Linked DNA regions of Sus scrofa: region 2 is linked to region 1. A link is a contact called in public Hi-C data. All regions are on one chromosome and are shown on one strand. The core of a region is the stretch at or near the end of the contact, and the rest is flanking DNA. Distances in the headings are between cores, read along the strand shown.

Region 1 (3,583 bases), core at 489-2,988:
GGCCCCCGGAGCCCCCGCCCCGGCTGCCGGAGCCGCCCCGACGGCTGCAACGGGAGGGCGATGAGGGGTACGGGGGTCCAAGCGGGTGTGCGCGTGTGGCGGCACTGCCGGAGGAGGCCCCGGGCGCCCCCAGCCGCCCCCAGCACCTCCTGCCGCCGCAGCACCCAGCGGCCCGTCGGGGTTGCACTGCTGCAACGGCTCCTTGTGCCACTTGTAGTCCAGGAGGTTGAGCATGGTGAGCACCAGTAGCAGCGCGTAGCCCGCGCACAGCACCAGTGCCTTCCTGCGGAACACCTTCATTCCGAGCGGGGACGCGGGCCAGCGGCGACCCGGGCGCCGGGGCCACGGTGGGAGCAGGGCGCGCGGCCCGGCGGCAGGCGCGGCCGGGAGCAACCGGGGGGGCGCGCCCGCGGGAAGGGCTCGCGGCGGGCTGCGGCTCATCACAGGCACAGCCCAGGCCGGCAGCGCGGCGGAGGCGGCCCTGCAACCCGGGAGGGGGACGCAGCGGCCCGGCTTCGGACGCGGGGACTTGGGCCGCGGCTCCGAGGTGGGCACGGCAGCAGCGGCGGCTGGTCCCCGGCGCCTAGGGTTGGTTCTCCCATGGCAGCGGCTCCGAGAAGGACCTACGAGGGGAAGCGGAGTAAGTCGATGCTCCCCAATCCTCCTCCCCAGCCTCCACCTCCTCCTAAGTAACGCCCACCCTCGGGTCTGCCTGGCTCCCCAGCTCACCTGGAGCCGCAGGCGCGCCCCGGAGCGGCCCGGGATCACGGCCCGGCTGTCTGTCCTGCTGTCACTCGTTCCTCGATTTCTCAAGCGCTGTTTTCCGCTCGGGGTCCCCTGCCTCCGAGGGGGTCGCGGGAATCCGCAGCCCAAGCCCTGGGCAGAGTTTCCTGGCAGCAGGCGCCCTGAGGCTGGGGAAGGGAAACTTTCAACGGGCCTGGAGCCCTGCTCTGCCCTCCGCTAAGCCCACTGCGACCGGCTCCAGCGGCGTCGCCGCCGCCCTCTCGGGACAGTAGCTTCCTTCCTCGCTCGGGGCGGGGGGGTGAAGCTGGCCGGGGGAAGTTGGGGGGAGGGGGCTTAAACCGGACCCAGCTCCAGGCAAAGCGGCTCCGCCTCTCTCGCTCTCGGCCTCTGCGCCCCGAATCTTCCCATCTCTCGGAAGGCTGTAGATGGGGCGCAGTGCGACCCTGCAGCGGCGGCGGCAGCAGCTGCTTCTTCCATCACCCAGAGGATGCCCGAGCGGGCATTGCCGGCGCCCCCGCCGCTCCGCAGCCTCCGACTGGCCCAGAAATCCCCTACACACAGCTCTAAGCAAAAGAGCTGGGGTCCGCAGCTCCCTTGCCCGCCCCGCCCCCCGGCACCAGCCTCTTCGGGCCAACGAGAAATCCGGACTGAGAAAGCCCCAGCCGCAGCCGCTGCCACCGCCGCGCGAAAGCGGCGCCTGGGAGGATGCTGCTACCCGACTCTCCCTACGCCGAGCGGCTGCAACGCGCTCGGGCCAGCCTCTGCACGGCTCCTGCCAGCAGGCGCCGGGTTGGTGCGCGCCACCGTCTATCCTTGGGACTCCTCCCCTTTCACCGCGCTGCGCTCCTCCTCCGCGCGTCCCGCGCCCGCCCCCGACTCAGCGCCCGGCTCCCGCCGCCGACGCCTTGGGGGTTGGAGATGCGGGGACCAATTTATAGCGGCGTCGCTCCGGCCGCCATCCGCGCGGTGGAGGCCGTAGCAGTCCGTGTGCTGAGCGCCAGGGCGCTGACTCGGGGGTTAAGAGCGCTCCGGCGCCCCGACCTCTGAGAAACTTGGATTCTGCTCGCCGCTGCCGGGCTCAATCGTCCGTTTTTGCTCTCGGAAAGAGTTGGTGATAAAGTTTGGACAAATCCCGCAGCGGCCTCCCACGCCGCTCTTCCCCCGGGTCGGCACGGCTGGGCCCCTCCGGGAACTGAGGACGCACCCGCGCCCCGGAGAGCTCTGGTAACGCCGAGCGTCGCTCTCAGGTTCCCACTCCCCGCTCGTCAGTTCCAACTAGCCTGAGGCTTCTCGCTCACCGAGGAAGTAATAAATCTTTCTGACCCCGAGGTTAAAGAAGATGCTTCAGTTTTCCGGAGGAGTGTGCCGGCGGGGCTTCTTCTCGCTTTACTCCACCTATGGAGAGAGCCTGTTCGGTCTTATTACGCCCCCAGCAGACGCTCTCCCCATCTCATCTCGTGATGATGCGTTCGCTGTGACTGATGTCCTCGGGAACGAACTGGGGTGATGGGGCATCAGGGGTGACTCTGTTCTAATTTACCGTAAAATACATGTCTTGCTTTTTGGTTTTAGAAATGAGATCAAGCGATTTGACCTTAAAGGAAACGCCGTTGTCGGATCATATTTAGTAGATCGTGTTTAGTTGGTTTAAGTATTACCCCCCCGCCTTTTTTTTTAATAAGGAACAGCTTTCTCTTCCTCTCTCTTCTCCCTGCCTCTCCCTTTCTCGCTCTCTCTCCGTCCCTCCCCCCTCGCCCCTCTCTCTCTTCTCATCCCCCCTTCATCAGAAGAGGCTAAGCCGTAGCTTAAAATTCATCCCCGAAATGAAGACAGTTATAAGCGTCTACAGTAGTAATTGAACGGTGAGAGGAGTTAGATACCCAGGTAATTAAACCTTACTTGAGCCCTTGGCTGAAGAGCTACGAATCGCTACCGGTCCTGAAGCTCATCGGCCTTTGGTAAGGCGTTTTTGTTGCCTCCTGTCCCAAAAGAGTTTTTAGAAGTTGACAAAGTTACTGCAGATTTATCTTTGTACTATATGGGCCAGCCTCTCTCAGCCAGAATGTCCTTCTAAATTTAAAATGTTATTGTTTGCGCCGTTACTACTCTTCAGTGAGTCTTAACAGAATCTTCGGAGTGCTAGGACTCTTAGAAAGTGACTTAATTCATATGAGTCTTCCGGGTAGAAAATGTTTCAAAACCTTGACTTGGCCTTGTTCGCCAGAAAAATGCATAATGCTGTAGGTAAAATTCAGATTTCCACACACATCCCCACCGCCATGGTTCTGATAGAATGTAAGAGTGAGATGGTTCTAGGACAGATTTTATGCAAATAGAAGGAGAAGAGTAGAGGTGGAATTTTATATGCAGCTTGCTCAAGTAGCGTCAGGACAGACAGACGTTTTTAATCCCTATTTACAAACTAAGGTGATAATTTAATGATTTACCATCTCTCCATTTCTGGACCCACCCACATCACTTTCTGAGCTTTCTCTAGCCCTGTCCCTTCTTTCCTCTGTCCTTTCCCCAAAAAACTAAAGGGATATTGACAAGTTAAAAGACTGATGAGTGAGTTCCCCTTGCGGTGCAAAGTAAAGGTATCCGACTAGGAACCATGACGTTGTGGGTTCTATCCCTGGCCTCCTTCAGTGGGTTAAGGATCCATCGTCATTGCCATGAGCTGTGGTGTAGGTCACAGATGCCGCTCAGATCTGGGGTTGCTGTGGCTGTGGTTTAGGCTGGCAGCTGTAGCTCCAATTAGACCCCTAGCCTGGGAACCTCCATATGCCGCTGGTGCGGCCCTTAAAAGCAAAGGAAGTTGGGAGGAAAGAAAAATCTC
Region 2 (3,542 bases), core at 960-3,459, 320 kb before region 1:
AACCATTAACAATCTCACTCCGCAAGGCAAGTCATTCATACCTTCTCTCCTCCCCTCAAGCCCCCTCACCTCTTCCCCAGTCTCCTCTTCTTATGGCTGAGCTTCCCAATTCACTAAGGAAATAGAACCAATCAGAAGATAATTTTCATCTACCAACCCCAAACTCCCAGTGCATCCCACTTGCTGCCCTTCCCATTTGCCAAACACAAGTTTGTTTTCCATGTCTGTGAGTCTGTTTCTATTTTGTAGGTAGGTTCATTTGTGCCATGCTTTAGATTCCATATATAAGTGATACCACATGGTATTTATCTGTCTCTTTCTGACTTACTTCACTTAGTATTCTTAGTATGAGAATCTATGGTTGCATCCATGTTGCTGCAAATGCCATATGGGAAAAAAAAAATGTACACACACACACACACACATACGTATACAGCCTGGGTCACTATACCATACAGCAGAAATTGGCACACTGTAAATAAACTATACTTTAATAATTTTTTAAAATAAGATAGCAAAATATAGATAGATAGGTAGATAGGTAATTTTCACAAGTACCCCCTTTATCTACTTAATTTCCTGCATCAATGCCCTTAAAATCCACCTTCCATTGTATTATGAGGGACAAAGTGACCTTGCTCCAGTTAAGGCCCATCCTCCTATTTGTGTGTCAGTGTCATCCTCTCTCACTTATTGAAAAACATCACTCCAGCATTTGTCCCTCTTCTTTCTCATGTCATCATTTACCCCCTTCACTAACTGATTTAAGAACCTAGTTTAATTTTTCTCATCTTGGGAGTTCCCACTGTTGCACAGTGAGTTAAGGATCTGGCATCGCTGCAGCTGTGAGGTAGGTCACAGCTGCTGCTTGGATTTGATCCCTGGCCTAGGAACTTCCATATGCTGAGGGTATAGCCAAAAAGAGGGGAAAAAAAATTCTCTCACCTTAAAAAAGTAAAAGCAAGAAATCTTTCCGGAGTTTGTGGAACAGTGGTTAACGAATCTGACCAGGAACCATGAGGTTTCAGGTTCAATCCCTGGCCTTGCTCAGTGGGTTAAGGATCCAGTGTTGCCCTGAGCTGTGTTGTAGGTTGCTGGCACGGCTTGGATCCCTCATTGCTGTGGTTGTGGTGTAGGCCGGTGGCTATAGTTTCGATTAGACCCCTAGCCTGGAAATCTCCATATGCCTCAGGAGCGGCCCTAAAAAAGGAAAAAAGAAAAAAAAAATCTTTCTTGTCCACACATCCCCTTCCAGCTATAGCCTCATTCTTTGCTGTTCTTTACTGCAGAATTCCTCAAGAGTTTTCAACTCTCAGTATTAACAAATCCTCACCTCTCATTCTCTCTTGAATGTCCTCTGATACTGCTGTGGCCTTCATCATTCTTCCAAAATTGTTCTCTCCAGTCCGATGCTCCCCTCCATGTTGCTAAATCCAGTGGTCAAGCCCCACCTTTAATTTTACTGGGCTATCAACAGCTTTTAAATCAGTTGATCTTCCTTCTTAATTGCAACCTCCTTCTTCACCTGGATTCTAGGACATACTCCCTCTAATTTTCCAAATACCTTTTGTGTTACTACTTAGCTAGTCAGCTTTTGCTTCAGGGACAGTAGCCCAAATATGTCAATGATTTGCAGCCACAAAGATGTTTCTTGTTCAAGTTATGTAAAGGCTAGGAGGTCTGCTTGACTGTCCTAGGTTCTACTTAGCTTCAGCCCAACCAGGCTGGACCCCTCTTGGCTGCAGGTCGGCTGGAGCTCTGCCATCTGTGTTGTCATTCTAAGACCCAGGCTAATGGAGCAGCCTGGAACCTGGAATGTGCTGTTGTCTCGTGGCAGAAGACAAGAAACGGAGCCGAAACTCCCAGAGTTTCTAAAAGCTTCTACTTGGACATGGTGTGCATCATGTCTACTCACATTCCATTGAGCAAATACCAGGAGAATCAAAAGAAAGATGATGCCTTGCAGCAGGCCCAGGCTGATAGGGGGGGAACTCACTTCCAGTGGAATTCAGATTCTGATATTATTACATGCTACTGAACATAGTTATTGCCTGGGACTATATCTGTGATTACAGGTGACCCAAGGACTCTTTTTTAAAACTATCTGAGAGTAGTAGAAAGTCACAGTACCAGCTCCATAGAGAGAGTCTGTAGAAGCAGAGGGGTGTGTGTGTGGTGTGTGTGTGTGTGTGTGTGTGTGTGTGTGTGTGTGTGTGTGCACGCGCGTTGGGTGGAGGGGAAGGAGGCATGGTAAAGTTGTTCCACGAGTCATATTCACTCCAAGGGCTCTTGGCCCCCCGAGCTGATCATCAGCCTGGCCTTTCTCCATGCTAAGATGTTGCATCAGGACTTTGTGGTGGCTTCGTTGACATCTTTGATCATGAGGCTCCAGGAGATCAGGACCTTAGTTTACAATTGGCTGGACTCACATTTGACCCTGTTTACGGGAAGGAAATCTGGCCAAGTCAGGACCAAAGAATTTTGTGGTGAGGGTGTTGAACTCCATTTCCTTTTTCATTTATAAACGCAGTTGGAGCTGATTCCAGCATGTTTTTAGGAAGTCAGTAAAAACATTTAGGCGTAACTACTACTGTTTTATGAAATTTCATCTATTGTTTTGACCTTGCCTGTGCTTAAATGCGGAAATAAAAATCTTGGCGTGGCCATGGAGGGAGCAGAGGGGCATTATGTCATTACAGCACCTACTTCAGGTCAGGAAACTCTGAACTGACCATCCATTTCCTACTTTACTGAGCCAAGGAATGCCATCGAGTGTGTGACTAAGGGTAACATGACTCAGGTTAAGAACTGGGTCTGTGGAATTTGTTTCCTGGCCAAGAGAACGACAATTCAATTGCTGCTAGGATTAAGTGGAAAATGTATACTTTTGTCTTCATTAGCACTATTGTTACTTTTAAAGACTTGTTGAGAACGTAAGAGCAAATTTAAACATGATAGCATGAAGTTTAGTTATTAGAAACTAAGGGAGCCTTTGGGAATATTGCCTTCCACTCTCATTTCTACCCAGGCTCCATGTCTGTCCAGGTCTGAACATCACACTTCAGTCCTTACACTTGAAAGAGAGACTATTGCTCATTAACACTCAACACTGGGCAAGTAGAAAATGCTCTTTTAGTTACAGGTTTGACTAATGGGATCCTTCACCTGTGCATTATTTGTTTATCTAGTTCTTCATTTCTTAAAATGTTACCAGCACCTCGGGGTACAAGCAGCACATTAAAACAGTAATTAAAATAGATAAAACATCACAAAGCAGCAATTAAAAGAGCAGCAAATGAGGTTATATCTTAACACTATAATGCTTAAACCTGAAAACAATACTCACCTCATCAGCTAGGAGGCACCCACACAAGCAGTGCAGGAACCTTGCAGTGACTTTGAGATATCATAAATGGAAAGCAGGTGATGATAAAATCACTCCAAACCTTGCCTCAAAATGTAATTTTTCCATCCCCCGCCCCCCGCCGCCCTTCTCTGTTCACCTATAGGATGGCTTGTGGTACACCGTGCTTTCACCTGTC

Evidence for each region. A called contact is a pair of places that touch in the nucleus more often than the background predicts.
Region 2: a contact with region 1 is called in a Hi-C map of embryonic fibroblasts, with 2.0 times the contacts expected there. The contact joins the enhancer-like site here to the promoter of CHST2 in region 1. A contact is called at or near these places in 2 of 5 promoter capture datasets (fetal liver and fetal skeletal muscle), 2 of 47 Hi-C or Micro-C datasets (embryonic fibroblasts and retroperitoneal adipose tissue) and 1 of 2 datasets of contacts at active chromatin or transcription factors (alveolar macrophages).

What each region holds. Positions count from the first base shown.
Region 1 is chr13:83,816,807-83,820,389 of Sscrofa11.1, reverse strand. CHST2 (carbohydrate sulfotransferase 2) reads right to left here and starts at 1,738. Exons shown (of 2, transcript XM_003358597.4): 1 at 730-1,738; 2 at 1-623. The coding sequence starts at 441.
Region 2 is chr13:84,132,613-84,136,154 of Sscrofa11.1, reverse strand. The region is part of intron 15 of SLC9A9 (sodium/hydrogen exchanger 9); the gene reads left to right. Among named protein-coding and RNA genes, the nearest start is that of CHST2, 320 kb to the right of the region's middle. Within about 2 kb of position 2,209, at least 14 of the 83 cell types and tissues checked have an H3K27ac peak or open chromatin away from gene starts, as enhancers often do. A contact at or near this core is called in embryonic fibroblasts and retroperitoneal adipose tissue, where this site is marked.